Linked DNA regions of Rattus norvegicus: region 2 is linked to region 1. A link is a contact called in public Hi-C data. All regions are on one chromosome and are shown on one strand. The core of a region is the stretch at or near the end of the contact, and the rest is flanking DNA. Distances in the headings are between cores, read along the strand shown. Region 1 overlaps Arhgap10 (Rho GTPase activating protein 10). Region 2 overlaps Arhgap10 (Rho GTPase activating protein 10).

Region 1 (5,438 bases), core at 833-3,332:
GGTTCGGTCCCCAGCCCCAGAAGAAAAAAAAAAAAAAAAAAAAAAAAAGATGGGTCTCCTGTAACCCAGGCTGGCCTTAAATGTAAAAAAATGACCACGAGTAATGTTAAGGGGCTGGGGATTTAGCTCAGTGGTAGAGCGCTTGCCTAGGAAGCGCAAGGCCCTGGGTTCGGTCCCCAGCTCCGAAAAAAAAAAAAAAAAAAAAAAAGAACCAAAAAAAAAAAAAAAAGAGTAGCCCCCAGACCAGCAGCAGTCTCGTCACCAGGGAACTTGCTAGAAACAGTTACTCCACACCCCAGGAGAAACAGGCTGGGGGCTAGCAGAGGCTCAGAGAGAGGGAGGCAAGGAGGCCTGTGCTATGTCTGTACTCCAGGGATGACCTCTCAGTCCCCAGAACGGAATCTGCTCCTCTTCTATCCCCGTGTTGTTCAGAGTACCTCTCCCCCTCCAGCCTTCAAAGTCAGACCAGTCTTTCCTCACCCAGAAAGCTGTTCCAGGTCTCTCTGAGTGTCCCCACCGGCTTCTGGACTCACCTGAACTAATCTCCAGTTCCACTCAGTCAACACTAGTTAAAACAGTAACGGAGCAAGATGCCAACATTAAGCGCTCTCGCGGCAGGCATTACAAGAGACTGCACAAAGTCCATATTTAGGGGGAAAAGGGAGGCAGCATTGTGCTATAGACTCTGAGGCTATACACCCAGTCCCGAAACATTTCAACCAGCAGTGGCCTGTGAACAGCTTCCGGGAAAGTAGCTGCTAAGTACCATGAACTCCCAGGCCTCTAGAGCAGCCTCTAGAACAGCCTCTAGAGCAGCAGTTCTCAACCCATGGGTCATGACCCCTCTCAGGGCTGAACGACCCTTTCATAGGGGTCACCTAAGACCACCAGAAAAGACTATTTATACTGGGATCCATAACAGTAGCAAAATTACAGTTGTAAAGTAGCAATAAGAATAATTTTATGGTTAGGGGTGACCAGGGCATGAGAAACCGTATTAAACGGTGGCAGCATTAGGAAGGCGGAGGACCACTGCTCTATGGTTTGCATCCTGACATACGAAAGGGGACTGCTGCAAACTGGACAGACTACAGCTAAAAGAACAGCTCGGCTTATTGCTGGCATTTGGTCCATCTCTCTGTCCTTCCTTATTGCTGGCATTTGGTCCGTCTGTCCTTCTTTCCCTTCACAAGGAAGCTTATAGGTATGAGCTACCCTGCATCGCCTAACACCAACTTTGTTTTTTGGGGTTTTTTGGGGGGGTTTTTTTTGTTTGGTTGGTTTTTTGTTTTTTTGAGACAGGGTCTCTCTATGTGAACCCTGCCAGCCTAGAACTTGCTATGTAGTCCAGACTGGCCTCGAACTCAGAGATCTGTTTGCAGCTGTAGCCTGAGACAGCAACTTTTGAGTAGCACTTTCACTGAAAGGTTCTTGGCAGCCTGAGGGAGAGCAGGCCGAGTCACAAGGACAGATTTCATGTATTAGATCAAAGTGGTGGCACCCTGGAAAGAGCAACCACATTCTTCCAAAATCCCAGTTACACCAGACAAGAAAGGAGAAGAAAACGTACTGCCAATCAAAGCTGGTAACATTTACCATATGACAGAAAAAGTCCAATCTCTCTCTCCCTCTCCCATTTCCTCTCCCATTCCCTCTCCCTCTCCCTCTCCCTCTCCCTCTCCCTCTCCCATTCCCTCTCCCACTCCCTCTCTCTCCCTCTCTCTCTCTCTCTCTCTCTCTCTCTACACACACACACACACACACACACACACAGTGTCAAGTTAGGAAAACTTATTGTATTATCTGGCTTTCCACACAATCCCAAAATAACAGAAAAAAAAAAAAAAACAACGTAAAGATGATTTATTTTGGCTGTTTCAGGCCAAGGCTGGCCTGCTCCATTGTTCTTGGTCCTGTGGAGGATCACAGCGTAGTTTGGTGCTGCTGACCTTGAAGCAGCCTGAAGCAGGGAGCAGCACATGTCCCACTGCCCCAGTTTCTGCCGCCTCCCAACCTCTGTCTACACTGAGTCCATCAACGCTTTGCCCATGGATGAGTCAGAACAACCCAATGCTTCTCAACACTGCTGCCCCAAGCAAGCTCTCAGGGCTGGACACTTGAGCAACTAGCCACACCCACTCTCTCAACACCTCAAAGAAGGGTTTTGGTTTTTTTTTAATTTTTTAAATGCCAAAACCAGGCCCAAAAGATAAAAACCCACATGTTTCGAGTCATTTTGTCCCTCTTGGTGAGAACAGTACAAATCTTTCCGATGGGAGCTTCTCCATTTCCGCATCTGAATGTTCCTCATCTCCATGTAAGCTGTAAGGAGCACAAGGCAGAAAGCAGGGTGGGATTTAGCACAAAGGCTCATGCATACTGGCGCACACACACACACACACACACACACACACACACACACACACACACACACACGGAGAAGGGGAAGGGGAGGGGGAGAGAGACGGAGACAGATACACAATAGCTGGACCAACACAGTCCATTTAAAAAATCTTTTTGTGTGTGCATGTACCCACAGAGGAATGTGTCAGGTCCCCAGGAGCTAGAGTTACAGTGATTACAAGCCACCTGACAGGCCTGAAGAACCGAACAGGAGAACGGCAGGCATCCCGCACTGCTGAGAGTCTCACCAACCCCAAATGGCCTTTTCTAGTTCCAAGATTTCAACTTCTCAAGACCCCTTCATGACTACAGAAAATGGTCTCGTTTTCAGAAATTGAGTTTTCTAAAAACACACAAAATAGCCATGAGAGACGAAGCAAATAAACCCACACACGCCTGAAAGGAGCTCAAAGCAGAGAACTCTCCCTAACAGCCTCACCGTCTGTCCCGCTAGTGAGAGGAACAGGCTGTCGGAGTGTGAACGGAGTCACTGCTGCGGCAGCCCTGTAGGTGTGACTCATAATTAGGCATCTGCCTGCCTGTCAGAAGGCTACATCTCCAAGCCTTGGGGTCAACATGAGGACAAGTTTGAAAAACATCTCATCGGGCTGCACAGTTATTAAGCCAACTGGCAAAGCAAGAAAACCCAATTTCTGAAAGCTAGAGAGACAAGGGCACATAACGAAAACAGTCTGGCACGTCCAGGGTCAGCAGTGACATCAGCGCTGTGCGCTACACTCGGAAGGTGGCTGACTGTGACGGCTGGAAGTGCACTCTGCTGTCGAGTCAAAGTGGTCCGGGATTTTTCTGGACTGGTCTGTGGTTAATACAAACACACAGACCCAGAATCGCAGTGTGACTGTGGCCAACAGGCTCCTAAGTGTGTAGAATGTGCCCCAACTTCCGCTCTAGTATCTATGCCTTTGGGGATCAAAACTCCACAGGATGCTTCTAGCCTCACAACAACGGGCCTGTATTAGATGGAGTCTAATACAGGAGTCCATGAGCTCTCCCAAACCATCGCCACTCCCAACTCCAGGCGGCTGCTTCCTATCAAAACCAGCGGCAACAGGGCAACTCCAAGTAAGTTTGGCTTAAACAAGACGCAAGGGGTCTGGAAAGCCTCTCTTCCACCATTTATCATAGATTCTACACCGAGGATTCCTCAGCTGCCGGCTGCCTGTGGGAACACCACAAGGCCGCTCACTCAAACAAAACATCTATAAACATTCCACCAATGACAGCGGCAGAAGTCAACTTTCTCTGTGCGCTGGCATCTGGGGCCAGGGGCAGGGCTACAGAGGACAATGCACCCGCTGCATGTAAAATGCTGCGCAGAGACCTTAAAGATCAGAAAAGGGGGCTTTGCTATGGTCAGAAGAGTAGGTGCCAAAAACTAATGCATCAGGGAAGCTGGGAGTTGACACTCAGGGCCGAGACTCAAGTCTGAGTGACATGTCTCATGTCACTGTGCTCGATTTCTCGTCTCTGCTCCCTAATCAGTCCGATGGATACTGAAGCAGTATTATGGACCAAACAATCCTCGCACTCAAACGATACCATAAGCATTCTATTCAGGTCAGCAGGCCACCAAGCTCAGGCTGAAGGTGTGCTACATCTGACAAGCTGTTTCACACCTTCGTCCTACACGCAAGGGGAAGCAGAGAGTGCATGTTCCACAGAAGACTAAGGCTCACTGCTTAGTTTATCTGCAGCCATAGTGAGCCACAAAACCATAATTTAAGTCCAGGTAGCTACCCGGAGCTACCTGGCCAGCCAATCTACCAATCAGTGAGCTGCAGTTCCAATGAGAGCTTGTCTAAAAACAAATAGAGCTACCGAAAAAGGCATCGACCTCTACCTCTACACGTATACACACATACACACAGAAGCATGCCCGTTCACTCTCACCTTCTCCTTCTCTCTTCCCCTCTCTCTGTCGTGTGCGTGTCATCAATGAGCAAGGACTGTGGCAACCTACTACAGGGCATGAAAACCACCAAGTAAGTGCCGTTGAGGAACGTTGTAAATGACAAATGCTTATCATCTCTGCCTCTTTGTGTAAGCCTGAGGAGAAAGTGAGCGCGCGCGCACACACACACACACACACACACACACACACACACACACACACACACGGCTGCTAAAAAGGCATTATTCGGGTTCACCCACCCAAACAAGCTCTGTAACTTCTAGGTGGTCTTGTGCCACAACACAGACAAATGTGGGGTCCATGAAGGTTAAAAGTAACTAAGTCTGCACGAAACACTATGGCACAAACGGTGGGGGGGGGGGGGGATAAGTAAGACTGTAGTCTCAAAACCGCTTGAATAGAACCCACATGCCAAAGCAGACACAAACCCAGGCCAAGGCCTCCTCACGCACACTCTTACAGCAAGCCAGAGGCATCAAATGACACTGGCTCTGAAGCAAAAAACTCTGCCATGCAGACTCCACCAAGAGTTCTTGCTTATCTTGCCTGATGAACTTAAGGTTTCAGCTAGAGAACCCAGGACAAATTAGGTCAGGAACAGACCATCAACTTGGTCTGATCAAAGAATTTCTACAAAAGGTGCGAGAGCAGTCTACACCGAAGCAGGACTAAGCTCCTATCAGGTTCTGTCGTAAGTGCTTAGCCACCTTTGATTACTTATTCCCTCATCTGACAGCTTAGGGAAACTGGGGCACAGAGAGGCCAGAATCTTGCCTAAGCTCACATAGCAAACACACTGAGCTGGCAGTCACCAGAGTGGGGTTCTCAGGCCCACACTCCCAAGTGACACACATTCTAATTCTAGGCTGTGTTCTAAAGCTGACCCAGGACCACCCAATGCATAAAGAAAGCCATCCTACCAAGGGGCTGCACCAGCTCTACACTACGCCTGCGTCTCGCAGCCTACCAGGCACTGGCTCACATCTTGAGATCAGAGGTAGAGAACGGGGACCCAGGCCCCTCTCCTCGTCACCCTGCAGGGATCCTGTATCGTCGTTTGATTTAAGTCTTTTATTACTCAGATCACATGATTTTTAATTAG
Region 2 (5,438 bases), core at 1,638-4,137, 59 kb before region 1:
GCTGTGTCCACTGAGCATGGTAAGCATGTGGGTTTTGCTAGTTTTTGTTTGTTTTTCAAACTTTTCGAGACTGTTTTTCTGTGTAGCCCTGGCTATCCGGGAATCCACTGTGTAGAACAGGCTGGCCCCAAACTCACAGGGATCTGCCTGCCTTTGCCTCCTGAGTGCTGGGACTGAAGGTGTACACCACTGTGCCCTGTACAGGCAGCTGCTGTGTACCCTTTCTAATGCTGACTAACATTACTGTTCCTGTGAAAATCTCAGAGCCTAATGGTCACTAGTATGAACCACACTGTATGAACCAATACTGTAAGACCTTCATTGTTGCCCCGTTTCACAGACCCCCCCCAGCCCCAATCCACTGAAGAATCTGCTGTTTCCCCATGTCTCCACAATCGCAGGAAAAGCTCTCACACGTGAAGTACACTTTTAAGGAGCATATTGGGTATTTTTAACTTGGAAAGCAAGCCGACAGGACCCTGGTAGGATACCTCCTGCAAGTGCGTGTCCTTCTTCCTGGCAGACAGGGTCAAGTGCTTATCGATTAGACTGTAATTCCTTTCCGTCTCTTTGTCAAACTTCTTTTTTTCTTCCTACAAATTAAAACCAGACAATGGTGGTTACACATAACACACATAAACCACATGTACTGTTAACCTACCAGAGGATAAAATATGAAAAACGTCTAAAATAAAGCAAGAGGGCACTAAACATGAAGGAGCTTCTGAGGCAATGCCTCTGTCCCCAAGCCACAGCCACCATCGAGTCAGAGCTGGGACTAGGAAGATACTCCCCATACCGTGTACTCTTGAGGTTTCCCCAAACCTTGACTACGTTCAATTCTTCACATTCATTCGAGTTGGGAGATAATGATATGTCAATCTTCTCTCACAGAAAGAAAAACAGAAAAGGTTGAGCTTTAAAAACAAACTTTCAGCTGGGTGGTGGTAGCACTCCTTTAATCTCAGCCCTGGGGAGACAGAGACAGGTGGATCCCTGAGTCCAAGGTCAGCCTGGTCCCAGGACAACCAGGGTTACACAGAGATACCCTGTCTCGTGGGGAAGCAGCAGGGAATGAATAAATACAGCTTTCTCTGGACTTTGCTACAAGGTGAAATTCATTATAAACTCAGTAAGTTTGGCCATATTTTTGACATAACACTCCTAGAACATCTCAGGGAAATCGTCAGAGTTCAGGTTGAATATACAACGCTCTACGCAGAACTGCCAGAGTTCCATCCCTGCCTCAGATGCATAGAGCAGTGAAGAGAAGCTGCAATTGGTCAACAGACCCCAACACAACAATGACACTGACATCAGCTGGTTTGCTCAACTCACGGTGAATTTCTCCAGCACCGCCTGGAACTACAGTCTACTTTTGCTATGAAGGCATCTTGAGAAAACAAGTAACCCAGCTTCTGAATGTAAAGACGACAGAGAAGGCACTGCTCAGCTAGACACATTTTTAGCAAACACTTTTAGCCTCATGAGAACACGCTACGTCCTTGGATACTACAAGCATGTCGTAGACGTCACGGTCCTGCTTGCTGCTCACAGCGTCCCAGCACATCCCCTTCCTTAGCTTCCTAAGTCAGCAATGGCGACCTACCACAGCCTTTCCTAGCAGGAGTTTTCTCTTTTAGGGAAGATGAAACAAAGAATGTGATTTGTTTTGTGTCCTGGTATTCATGCCCGCACTACACAGGACACATTGTAGGATCTGAGGACAGGACCGCCCTCTGCCTCGTCCTGTAAGACCACGAATTAATCCTTACATTCATGAAGATGAGACTTGGGAATCAGTGTTGATTTTTCCCAATTATTAAATGCTCCAACTCCAGTTACCAAGTGGAAAAGCTAAAAAACAAAAATGTGGGGTAGAGAGACGGTCCTCTTCCAGGAGCACGTTCCTTTCCTAGCGCCTAAACAGAAACTCTGACTCTAGGCCCGGGAAATCAGACTCGGTGAGTGCTGCATACGGTGCACAGACATGCATACAAGCAAAACACCCGCACGTAAAAAATAGAATGGTCGGTAAGTCGTCTCCCAAAATGCCTGACAAGGAGAATCTAAGTTTTCCTCAGAACGGCCTGGGATGTCCTATGCTGACAACCATAGTCCATGGTGGGTGAGGGACAACGTGGGAGTCAGGCAGCTTTCCTTCAGCTTCCAACTTTTCAGTCTGCCTCTGAAACAGAAGCATTTTTCCTTTATCTTTATGACCAGGGTAGTTCATAGCATCTCTGTACGTGTACGGTCTATTACAATTAGAGACAGCTACCATCTCTCCGCTTTCCTTGAGCTTCTTGTCGACTATTTTAATAGCAGGAAGTCCTGTCCACCCCACACTGTGGACTCCACCACAGCATCTATTTAAAAGTGGCATCGTGGAGACTCCATTGCGACCTGGATACGCGTGGTCACTTGGTGTATGGTCACCTGCAGGAGCAACTGTGACAGACCTGGCTGTCTCCACTCGGGAAGCGTGTGCCACCTCTTCTAATTTTCATCAAACAGCTGAAAACATATCAACATGTTTTTATAAAATTACTAAACCAAGCAAAGATTAAATATCACTCATGAGAAGATACCTTATAGTGTTATAAAACCGCACATGTGAGAAAAGACAGAGATATGGCTTAAATTTAGCAGCGTGGGATAAAATAAGAACAATGTAAATATATACATGGGAGAGGAGTTCCCGAACCTGAGACCCGCCACTCACATTCACAGACCTCTTAAAGGGCACTCACGGTAAAATATACACAAAGGCGCCCGGAGGAGAGCGCCCCACATTTAAATGCATCACTGAACTAGGCAGATCGGTGTTAACTGTTTGACTGGGAAACAGAAACTGAACCCCACCCGTGTCAAAATTAATTCCAGATGGGCTGAGTCACAAGGAAAAAATGAGGCTATACTTCAGAGATCGCCATCAGACCTCGGAATGAAACACTGTCTAAGGAAAGCTGAACCTTCTGCATTTCAGAACAGTGCACAGCCACCCAGCTAACAGGGTAAACAACAAAGGAGGGGAGGGAGGCTGCCACCAATGTCAGAAAGGAACTGGACGCTCAATTCACGGCTACCTTTATACCTTTTACCAACACGTTTACCTTTCCATAAAAAATAAACCATAGGGGCTGGGGATTTAGCTCAGTGGTAGAGCGCTTACCTAGGAAGCGCAAGGCCCTGGGTTCGGTCCCCAGCTCCGAAAAAAAGAACCAAAAAAAATAAATAAATAAATAAAATAAACCATAAAAACATGAATGTAACTACATATTGTGCCAGAATTTTACTTTTGTTTTGGGAGAGAGAGGATTTTTCGTATTAAATTTTCTTTAATGTGACTATCTTTGTACAGTTATCTACATTTCAGAACTTTTCTTGAGAAACTAAAAGGTTTACCTCTCACATATAAACATTAAATAACATCCAGTGTTTGAGGAGTCTAGAGAATTTAACCATTTTCTTAGGGCATTCCAAGTCTTCTCTCTGTATATGAGTGAGGAGGTGAAGGGACTACTCCTCACAGGGCTTAGGACCCAGTGCGAGCAGCTATCACCAAGGATGCTCTTCCAACACCCCATGAAGCAGAGTCCTCCACCTCCTTTCCATTCTCCACGCCCCACTAACATCCCGCTGCCAATGAGACCCAGTCCCGGGGTGAGTCTACCCACTTCAGCACCCTGTGTGCCCCAGGGCCTCACGCTGTGCCTTCTGAGGCACAAGTAGGTGCTTTATAACTAAAATGAAAGTAACAGGATTACCCACAGCAACACTCCTGTTTTACCAAAGCACTCGATATGATAAACCACTCCAGTGGGCTGGTCTCACCAACACTTTGCAGTTGTTTACAGAATCTTGGTAAGTCAGTTTTTATTAAATCTATCTGTTAGACATATTCTTGGAAAGAAATGTTTTTAAAATGTGACGAGTTTGGTCCCAGGCAGGAGTGAGAAGTGATAATCTATGAAACAACATTTGTTTCAAGTCCCGTGTTTAAATTTTTGTGTCAAACTCCGCTCTCTCCACGGTCAGCTGAATAGTCAGTCAGTCAGACCAGTCTGGGGCGTCCACTTCATTCTTACATGCTCCTGCTACTAGTTCAGAGGGGTCCGAGAAAGCAATTTTAGATTCTTGTACTTGCACAGTTTACTCGTGTGCTTGCCTCTAATGAGCAATGGCTTTCAAGGTGCTTGGGGACACTGCAAAATAAATGCCAACACTGTCCAGAAGAAGGAAAGAGCGTGGAAATGAGTTAAGAGATGAAGCAAGCCTTATGTAAATGTCCAGCGGCACCATTACACAGCCCAGTGTACACAGTGTCTTGCCAGCGTGCCAAGGCCAGTGAGCGCTCACACAGGGTTGGATCCCATGAAGCCCACAGGAAGAAAAACAGAAGAACCTGCAAAACAGAAACAAGCCCAAACCTGGCAGACATGCGTCAAGGAAGGTACAGCAAAACAGAACAAAACCATCCAGAGAACCCTAGAAGGCTTTTTACATCCAATTTACAAAAACCGCCTATTGCCTTAGATTACATTTAAACCAGAGCTAAACATGTCATTAGGCTTCTGGAAACGAGAGAATGCAGGCACAGATGAAACCAAAAAGCCCCACAGAGAGGCACAGCAGGTGAGGTCAGCACATGGGGAGAGGAGAAGTCAAGATGCTGACAGAGACACCTGGAGACTCCCAGGCCTGCAACTTTTAAATACTCTGTTGTTATCTCCACAGGAAAACAGTTCTGTGCTGTTCAAGAAGCTCTTCAAACTAAGAAAGTCTTTATTAAAGCATATCATGCAAGCACGCTAGCCAAAGGAACACAAAGATGGGGTTGTCAAAAACTGAGTGTCTAGAAAGCAGGGACACACATGTGTGTACACACACACACACACACACACACACACACACACACACACACACGGACCTAAACTGCAACTCCTCTCTAGTTCCTACAGAACTATTATTGACCAAACAAGCTCCTTTCTAGATATCTATGGTAAGGCAAGGTGGAGGCTTCTGGAAGGTAATAAATGAGACATGATCATTAAAGATTTAACGACATAATGTAAGGGATGGCTATGTATGTACGACTCTTAGAAGCAACCACTTCTGTTTATTATGTTTAAGGGTAGGGAGTTTTCTAGGGTCCCACTTGGTTTTTCCAGGGGTCACCAACAGACAGGACAGCAATTCCCCATACTGTACTGACCAAGAATGTAGCTAAATTCTTCAAAAACCCTGCTGCCAGAAACAGGACTTAGAGATAGTATTTGGTCACTGCACAGCTTGAGCCATACACTAGATCAGCGCAGTAATCTCTCCCTGTGAGGGGCCCGTTTAGAACACAAAGGAAGCCCAGGAGAAGGGAAAAGGCATCGGAGAAGATTTTGCTAATGTTCAACAGAAGAAAGAAACAATACAAAACCTGC

Evidence for each region. Hi-C and Micro-C count contacts between places; a contact is called where the count stands out from the background.
Region 2: a Hi-C map of the A7r5 cell line shows a contact between it and region 1, with 1.8 times the contacts expected there. The contact joins two enhancer-like sites. A contact is called at or near these places in 3 of 12 Hi-C or Micro-C datasets (the A7r5 cell line, the Rat2 cell line and Schwann cells).

Annotation. Positions count from the first base shown.
Region 1 is chr19:47,381,530-47,386,967 of GRCr8, reverse strand. All of the region lies in intron 1 of Arhgap10 (Rho GTPase activating protein 10), which reads right to left. Among named protein-coding and RNA genes, the nearest start is that of Arhgap10, 31 kb to the right of the region's middle. Within about 2 kb of position 2,082, at least 21 of the 93 cell types and tissues checked have an H3K27ac peak or open chromatin away from gene starts, as enhancers often do. A contact at or near this core is called in the A7r5 cell line, where this site is marked.
Region 2 is chr19:47,441,405-47,446,842 of GRCr8, reverse strand. Arhgap10 (Rho GTPase activating protein 10) reads right to left here. Exons shown (of 23, transcript NM_001109501.1): 5 at 492-593. Among named protein-coding and RNA genes, the nearest start is that of Arhgap10, 91 kb to the right of the region's middle. Within about 2 kb of position 2,887, at least 9 of the 93 cell types and tissues checked have an H3K27ac peak or open chromatin away from gene starts, as enhancers often do. A contact at or near this core is called in the A7r5 cell line, where this site is marked.